2 separate regions of the Pan troglodytes genome follow, and region 2 is linked to region 1. A link is a contact called in public Hi-C data. All regions are on one chromosome and are shown on one strand. The core of a region is the stretch at or near the end of the contact, and the rest is flanking DNA. Distances in the headings are between cores, read along the strand shown.

Region 1 (4,302 bases), core at 162-2,661:
GAAAAGACCACGTGAAGACAGAGGGCAGAGACTGGAGTGATGCGGCCACAATCCAGGGAATGCTGGGAGCCCTCCGCGGCTGGAAGAGGCAGGAAGGACCCTCCTTTAGAGCCCCCGGTGGGAGCACAGCCCTGCCAATGCCCTGATTTCTGACCCCCGGAACTGTGGGAGAAGAAACCTCTGCTGTTCTGAGCTCCGGGTCGGTGGTGATTTGTTGTGGCAGACAGAGGAGACCAGTGCAGCCCCCGAATTGTGCTCATTAGCAGCCACTTCTGGGTGCCGAGCTCCGCAAGACCTCACATTGCGACCTCCAGGCAGCCAAGGCCACATGGGGCAAGTGCAACGATTTTATGCTTCTGCGCCCTGCTGTTTCTCCATGCAGCGGCCCAGGGGTGCTTCTGGAACACATCTAGGCCTGAGCCCCTGGGTTCCAGGAGCCTGTGGAGAGCTTGCAGCCTGGGGCTGTCCCCAGGGCCCCTCTCTCTCAGTTTTGTTTGGAGCGGTGGCCTCGAATGCTGCCCGAGCCTGGGCTGGGGGTACCAGCTGGGCAGAGGGATGCCCTGTGACCTCTCAGGGGGCTGCGGCATCTGGGGACAACCTGCCCTGGGCCCAGGGTTGGGGGGTCAATGGGACAGGCATGGCGGGGTGGTGCTGGTGCAAAGCTGCCTGCCCAAGTGGGGAGTGCTCCAGCCGCATGGGGCATCAGTCACCTTGGGTATTTCTCCAGGAGCAGGCAGTCTGGGAGACCTCAGAGGAGGCCTGCTGGCTGGTCCACTGGTTTGTCAATCACTGGCAGGGCAGAGAGTGATGAGCTGGGCTTGGAGGGGACACAGTCTTGGATATGAGCCCAGCTCTGTGGGCACGGGCACTGTGGCCCCTTTTCCACTGGCCTCAGGTTCCTGGTGTGTGAGATGAGGTGGAAGTGAGTGGGAGGGGCTCCTGGCAGGGCTGCGAGCCTCCTACCTCTCGGTCCCACATCGGTGCTGGGTCCCAATGCCCACCTTGTCTCAGGGGTGACGTTATCACCTTTTGAAGAAGCCCCAGATGGTGTTGAATAGCGATCGCCACCCCCCAGTGTGCACCAGGGAAGGAGCATCGTAGACCTAGCAGATGAGGGCAGGCATGACTGAGCCCGTCCCAGCTGGGCCTGGGGACCAGAGGCTTGTAACCTACAAGATGCCCTCAGAGCATAATTTGCATACAGGTGAGGGCCTGCGACAGAGGCCCTGCATGTCCAGAGGCAGGGCCAGGTAGAGTAGGTAGGCTAGACACACCTGGAGATGCTGCCCTGGGCACACGCAGTTCCTGGGTAGGCCAGCGGAGGGCAGCAGAGCCTAGCAGCAGGCGACCCAGTGCCCAGGCCCTGGTACCCTCCTTGTCCTGCTCAGCACCAGGCCCGGGAAGGCAGGGGGAGTCCCCTCCTGGCAGGAGCTCCTCCTCCTCCTGGCAGCCTTCCTGGGCCTGTGCTGGGAACCTTACAACCCTTGCCTAAGGGACCCTAGGGGAATCTGTGTGGTGGCAGTGACAACCAACACTTGTTAGATTCTAGCCAGGAGGGAGGGTAGCTTGCTCTTAGTGGGGAGAGGGTGTGATGAGGTGGGCTGCTGGCTCCCACCACCAGGCCAGCCGGCCACCTGGAGTGCAGGGCACTGATGGGGCCCTCTCTGGCTGTGGGGTTCCCACTGGGTGGGGCTGGAGCAGCCCCTGGGTCTGTCTACCTGCCAGTCACTGTGGGGACACTCAGACTCCCTTCTCCCCGGGTGGGCCACGTCAGTGCCCCCAGGCATGTGAGGTGCTGAAAAGACCCTGCGCTTCTGTGGGTATGCGACTCATTCCACCTCATTTCCCCAGAAATCCGGGTCTCCAGGAGGCTCTTGCAGTCACCCCTTGCCGGTGCGTGCGCTTAGGGAAAGGCCATTTTCAGGCTTCACTGGGGCAAAGGAAAGAGGCTCTGTGCCTGGGGATGCAGTGGGCCACTGGTGAGGGGGGTCACGCTTTGCAGACAGGGCCAAAGTCCCAGAAGGGGAAATAGGTTGGGAGCTATCAGAGGCCGAGTTGGACAGCTCCGCCTTTCCCCCCGCACTGCACAGCCCCTTCTCCTGGAAGTGGACAGGGCAGGGAGGACTGAGAGGGGAAACTGAGGCCCAGACATCCCAGGCAATTTCTGAGGTCACCCCAATGTCTGTTCCTTGAGTGCAGCAGTGGCTTGGGCCCCGGGTGCCCTGCCTGTCCATCAGCTCTGCCCACGCCCCCTCCCTGATTTTTCTCCTTGGCAAAGCCCACCCAGCCTCTGGCACAGCCCTGGAAAAATGGTCAAGGAAAACTCTGGATGCTGGGCCAGCATCACAGCAGAGCCTGGGGGACCCTGGACCTCCGTCGGTGGCTGCAGCGGGAACACTGTGTGGAAGTGTGCTGTGCATACTCATGCATCCTCACTTCTGACTTAACAGAGGAGGGAGCTGGGGCTCAGAACATCCTGGAACACGCCCACCCCTGAGCACACCTGGGCTGGCTGCCTCCAGAAACCAGGGTGGTGTTGGCCACTCTGATAGGCAAAAGGGATTGCATTTGTTTTGGGGACTGTCTGAGGTTAGAAGTCACCCAGTGAAGACAGGAGAACACAGGTGGGGGATATTGTCTCAGTCTGAGTGCCCAAAGGTGGCGGTATTAGCTCAGCCGTGGGGACAGGCAGTGCACAGCCTGTGCTCTGGCCAGGAGGAAGGGGTGCATCAGGGGCTCTGTGGCTGGAGGCAAGGAGACCTCTCAGTAGAGCTGGGAAGGAGGAGTGGGGGCCCTGCTCCCGTGAGAGGTGGCAGGTGGGCAACGATGGCCATGGCTGGGCTGGAGGGAAACTGCTGACCCACGTCACTCGAGCGGGACATGAGACTGGCCCAGGCAGAAGGGCCTGAGACCCCAGGACCCTCATCAAACGTTCACCGGCTCCTTGGGGTTTGATGAAGGGTTCGCAGGCCCGGCAGTGTGCCCCCTCTGGGAGGCAGTCTTGCCCGGCTCATCCACCTCTGGCATTTGTTTCAGTTGCCAAGAATTTGTTTGGGGGCGCCAGGGCTGATGGTCCCACTTTCCACCTGGCAAGTAGTCCTGCCGCATAACTGAAAGGCAGCGACTCCACATGACCACGGGGCAGGCAGGATGGCGAGCTCTGCTCCAACCTGCATGGTGGCAGCGGCCCCGGGAGGCGGACTCCGGGCTGGACGGGAGACACGGGGGAAAAGTGAATCTGGTAGAGGTTACAGAGGGGCCACCCACTTGGCTGGTGCAAGCAGGAACCCTCTCCAGAGAGGCCACCCTTCCAGGCTCTGGGGACCCGAGCATAGGGTTGGCGAGTTCTGGCATTTATTATTATTATTTGTTCCAGAACAAAATTCAACTCCCATCCTCAGTTGGCCAATAATGTGGTAGGAACAGGTGGGAGCTGACCCCCAGATGCGGGGTGCTGGGTGCTGTGCTGATTTTCTGGGGCTGCTGTGCAAAGTACCACAGCCTGAGTGGCTTTAGACCATGGAGATGTGCTGTGTTGCAGTTCTGGAGGCCAGAAGTCCCAGGTGCAGGTGCCAGCAGGACCGGGCACCCTCTGAAGGCCCTAGGGAAGCGTCCCTCCTTGCTGCTCCTGGCTTTTTGCGGCTCTGGTGTTCCTTGGCTTGTGGCTGCGTCGTTCCAGTCTCTGTCTCCCCCTTCATGTGTCTTCTCCTCTGTGTGTGTCCACATTTCTCTCTACTTATAAGGACACCGATTGTATTGGATTCAGGGCCTTCCCTGCTCCAGTATAACCTCAACTTATTACATCTGCAGGAACCTTATTTCCAAGTAAAGTCACATCTGAGATTCCAAGTGGATGTGAATTTTAGGAGCACCTGATTCTACCTTTCCAGGTGTTTTCTCTCTCACAAGCATTCACGAGCAGGCAGCTTTTTGATTTTTACGGTAAGGGGCGGAACCCAGCAAGGCATTGGGAGGGGTGAAGGCCAGAGAGTGGGGTGCAGGTATCAGGAATGAAGGGATGGGGGCCAGGGAGGCTCTAGCATCCAGTCTTCCTTCTGATCCCAGCCTTGCCATTTTCAGCTGTTTGGTGTTTGGGCAAATTATTGGACCTGCCTGAACTTTAGTTTCCACATCTGTAAAATGGGCCCGTTATTTCTCTGCACTGCACTGGCATCAGTTGCTGGTTCTCTGTAGCAAATGGAGACGACAGAGTCGGTTTGTACAGGGCCAGGAATGGTGTCCTCAGAAATGTTCCGGGGGTGGCCCCAGCTTCTCCTCCACCCACTGGCTGCACAGACTCCT
Region 2 (3,761 bases), core at 159-2,658, 550 kb after region 1:
TTTTCTTTGAGCTTTTACTGTTAAGAGGGTACGGTGGTTTGATGACACTGAACTATATTCAAAAGGAAGTAAATGAACAGTTCTCTTAATTTGGGGCAGGTACTGTAAAAATAAAAACAAAAGTTAAGACAGTAAAATGTCCTTTTATTTTTTAACGCACCAAAGAGACAGAACCTGTAATTTTAAAAACTGTGTATTTTAATTTACATCTGCTTAAGTTTGCGATAATATTGGGGACCCTCTCATGTAACCACGAACACCTATCGATTTTGCTAAAAATCAGATCAGTACACTCGTTTAATTGATAATTGTTCTGAATTATGCCGGCTCCTGCCAGCCCCCTCACACTCACGAATTCAGTCCCAGGGCAAATTCTAAAGGTGAAGGGACGTCTACACCCCCAACAAAACCAATTAGGAACCTTCCGGTGGTCTTGTCCCAGGCAGAGGGGACTAATATTTCCAGCAATTTAATTTCTTTTTTAATTAAAAAAAAATGAGTCAGAATGGAGATCACTGTTTCTCAGCTTTCCATTCAGAGGTGTGTTTCTACCGGTTAAATTGCCGGCACGGGAAGGGAGGGGGTGCAGTTGGGGACCCCCGCAAGGACCGACTGGTCAAGGTAGGAAGGCAGCCCGAAGAGTCTCCAGGCTAGAAGGACAAGATGAAGGAAATGCTGGCCACCATCTTGGGCTGCTGCTGGAATTTTTGGGCATTTATTTTATTTTTTGAGCGAGCGCACGCTAAGCTGAAATCCCTTTAACTTTTAGGGTTACCCCCTTGGGCATTTGCAACGACGCCCCTGTGCGCCGGAATGAAACTTGCACAGGGGTTGTGTGCCCGGTCCTCCCCGTCCCTGCATGCTAAATTAGTTCTTGCAATTTACACGTGTTAATGAAAATGAAAGAAGATGCAGTCGCTGAGATTCTTTGGCCGTCTGTCCGCCCGTGGGTGCCCTCGTGGCGTTCTTGGAAATGCGCCCATTCTGCCGGCTTGGATATGGGGTGTCGCCGCGCCCCAGTCACCCCTTCTCGTGGTCTCCCCAGGCTGCGTGTGGCCTGCCGGCCTTCCTAGTTGTCCCCTACTGCAGAGCCACCTCCACCTCACCCCCTAAATCCCGGGGGACCCACTCGAGGCGGACGGGGCCCCCTGCACCCCTCTTCCCTGGCGGGGAGAAAGGCTGCAGCGGGGCGATTTGCATTTCTATGAAAACCGGACTACAGGGGCAACTCCGCCGCAGGGCAGGCGCGGCGCCTCAGGGATGGCTTTTGGGCTCTGCCCCTCGCTGCTCCCGGCGTTTGGCGCCCGCGCCCCCTCCCCCTGCGCCCGCCCCCGCCCCCCTCCCGCTCCCATTCTCTGCCCGGCTTTGATCTCTGCTTAACAACAGTAACGTCACACGGACTACAGGGGAGTTTTGTTGAAGTTGCAAAGTCCTGGAGCCTCCAGAGGGCTGTCGGCGCAGTAGCAGCGAGCAGCAGAGTCCGCACGCTCCGGCGAGGGGCAGAAGAGCGCAAGGGAGCGCGGGGCAGCAGAAGCGAGAGCCGAGCGCGGACCCAGCCAGGACCCACAGCCCTCCCCAGCTGCCCAGGAAGAGCCCCAGCCATGGAACACCAGCTCCTGTGCTGCGAAGTGGAAACCATCCGCCGCGCGTACCCCGATGCCAACCTCCTCAACGACCGGGTGCTGCGGGCCATGCTGAAGGCGGAGGAGACCTGCGCGCCCTCGGTGTCCTACTTCAAATGTGTGCAGAAGGAGGTCCTGCCGTCCATGCGGAAGATCGTCGCCACCTGGATGCTGGAGGTGCGGGGCTTCGGGCGGCTCTCTTAAGACTTCCCTGCAACTTGTTGCCCAGACCCACGTTTCTTTGCTACTCACCCCCCTCCCTTCTCTCCCGCTAGAACTTTGAAGTTTGCCGTGGTGTTGCTAGGGATCCGTATTTTCAAAATAAAAATTGTGGGTATTTTCTGAAGGAGGAAGGGGTGGGGGTGGGGGTGCTAGAAGTTGCGTTTCGTGGGAGGGGAGAAGGGGGTCGGGGAGGGGTGCCTTCGGGAGAAGCCAGTGCCAGGGGCACCCCAATGGGCCCGAGGGTGCGGGCTGGCAGGCTGGGTGCGCTTTGTGTCCCCCGCCTGCGCCCCAGCCCGGCTGCGCCTCAGCGGCCGGGAGCCGCCAACTCCGGGGGGAGGGGGCATAGATTTGATTTTTAAATTAATATCCATGGACACGTATGCAAAGGCCGCTCGTGCCAGTATTATGCGCCATCTTTGCTCTTTTATTGCAAAGCAAAAGTGTTTATTAATAATTGGGGGCAGGGTGGGGGCGGGGAGCGGCCGCCGGGCGCTGGGGCCGCAGCTAGGGGCCGCGCGGCTGCCGGGAGCCCGCGGGAGGGGCGCAGGGACGCGGCATGGGTAGTTTTGGGGGGACCCCGCTAGGGAAGGGGGGGCCTTTGTTCAAGCAGCGAGTCCCGGGGCGCCCCGAACGGGCAGCCTGGGCCGGAGAGCACGGCGAGCTGCAAGGTCGCGTGGCCCCCAAGACGCCAGGGCTTGATCCCCGTCTGCAGGGATATCGGCTTGGAGGACCTTCTCCGAGCGAGCCGGGGGCCTGGGAGCACATTTTCAGACCTTCGGTGGGCGCCTGAGGGGCCCGCAAGTATTTTTAAATAATTTTTGAAAGTGCGGCGTGGTGCCCTTGCGAGAGGGAAACGCCGCCCGCGCCCAGGGGGAAGGGGGGGCCCCGGAGTTTGAATTCCTGGGGCTCCCCCTGGAGCCTGTAACGAACTCCCAACCCCCGGCCTGGGTAAAGGGTCGCCCGAGGGTCATTTTCAGGGTTTTTTTATGCACTTAGTTATTTTTTTAATATTTTTAAATATTTTTTGAAAAGATGACGTCTGGGGAAATGCGGCGCGGCGGCCTGGGACGCCACCTTTGTGTCTCGCAGGCGCGGCGCCCAACCCCGCGGCCCGTTCCGCGGCCCCGCACCCCAGTGGGTGTCGACCCCCAGTCAGAGGGACCACGGAGCTCCAGGGCGGGCCAGGGTCCCGGGGGCCGGCAGCCCGCGCCGCCGCGCACGCCGCCCAGCTGTGCCCGCTCCCGCCCCCACCGTGCCAGCCTCGCGGGGACTTTCCCTTTCAGTTTCGGGGAGGGTGGGTACTGGGGACGCGCGGGGGAGGGGGCGCATCACGGGAAGCTCCTGCCGCCCCCAGCCCCGACCCCTCGGCGCCCTCCAGACCTGGCGGCCCTGCCAAGCGCGATGGGGGGTGCGGGGGCGTGCGGGGGGGGGCGCGACCTGGCGGCGGCGGTCACGGGCCCCGTGCCTCTGTAGGTCTGCGAGGAACAGAAGTGCGAGGAGGAGGTCTTCCCGCTGGCCATGAACTACCTGGACCGCTTCCTGTCGCTGGAGCCCGTGAAAAAGAGCCGCCTGCAGCTGCTGGGGGCCACTTGCATGTTCGTGGCCTCTAAGATGAAGGAGACCATCCCCCTGACGGCCGAAAAGCTGTGCATCTACACCGACAACTCCATCCGGCCCGAGGAGCTGCTGGTAACCACTGGACCCCGCCGCCCCCCGCCCCCCGCGAGCCGCACGCAGGGCCGGGGAAGGTGCAGGCGGTGGCGGCCGGCCCGCCTCTGACATATCTGCTCCTCCGAGGGAGGGCGGCCCCGCCGCCGGGCGTCCCTGTCCGGGGAGCGGGCGGGATCCTAGCCGCCCCCGTCCCGCCGCCCTGTGTGCGCTTGCCTGCGACTCCCACCGCGTTCGCGCCCCGCGGTG

What was found. A called contact is a pair of places that touch in the nucleus more often than the background predicts.
Region 2: a contact with region 1 is called in a Hi-C map of stem cell-derived neural progenitor cells, with 9 times the contacts expected there. The contact joins the promoter of CCND1 here to the enhancer-like site in region 1. A contact is called at or near these places in 3 of 7 Hi-C or Micro-C datasets (induced pluripotent stem cells, a lymphoblastoid cell line and stem cell-derived neural progenitor cells) and 1 of 1 datasets of contacts at active chromatin or transcription factors (stem cell-derived excitatory neurons).

What each region holds. Positions count from the first base shown.
Region 1 is chr9:71,149,825-71,154,126 of NHGRI_mPanTro3-v2.0_pri, forward strand. The region is part of intron 19 of TPCN2 (two pore segment channel 2); the gene reads left to right. Among named protein-coding and RNA genes, the nearest start is that of TPCN2, 53 kb to the left of the region's middle. Within about 2 kb of position 1,412, at least 2 of the 24 cell types and tissues checked have an H3K27ac peak or open chromatin away from gene starts, as enhancers often do. A contact at or near this core is called in stem cell-derived neural progenitor cells, where this site is marked.
Region 2 is chr9:71,696,279-71,700,039 of NHGRI_mPanTro3-v2.0_pri, forward strand. It overlaps CCND1 (cyclin D1), which reads left to right and starts at 1,409. Exons shown (of 5, transcript XM_016921434.3): 1 at 1,409-1,799; 2 at 3,318-3,533. The coding sequence starts at 1,602.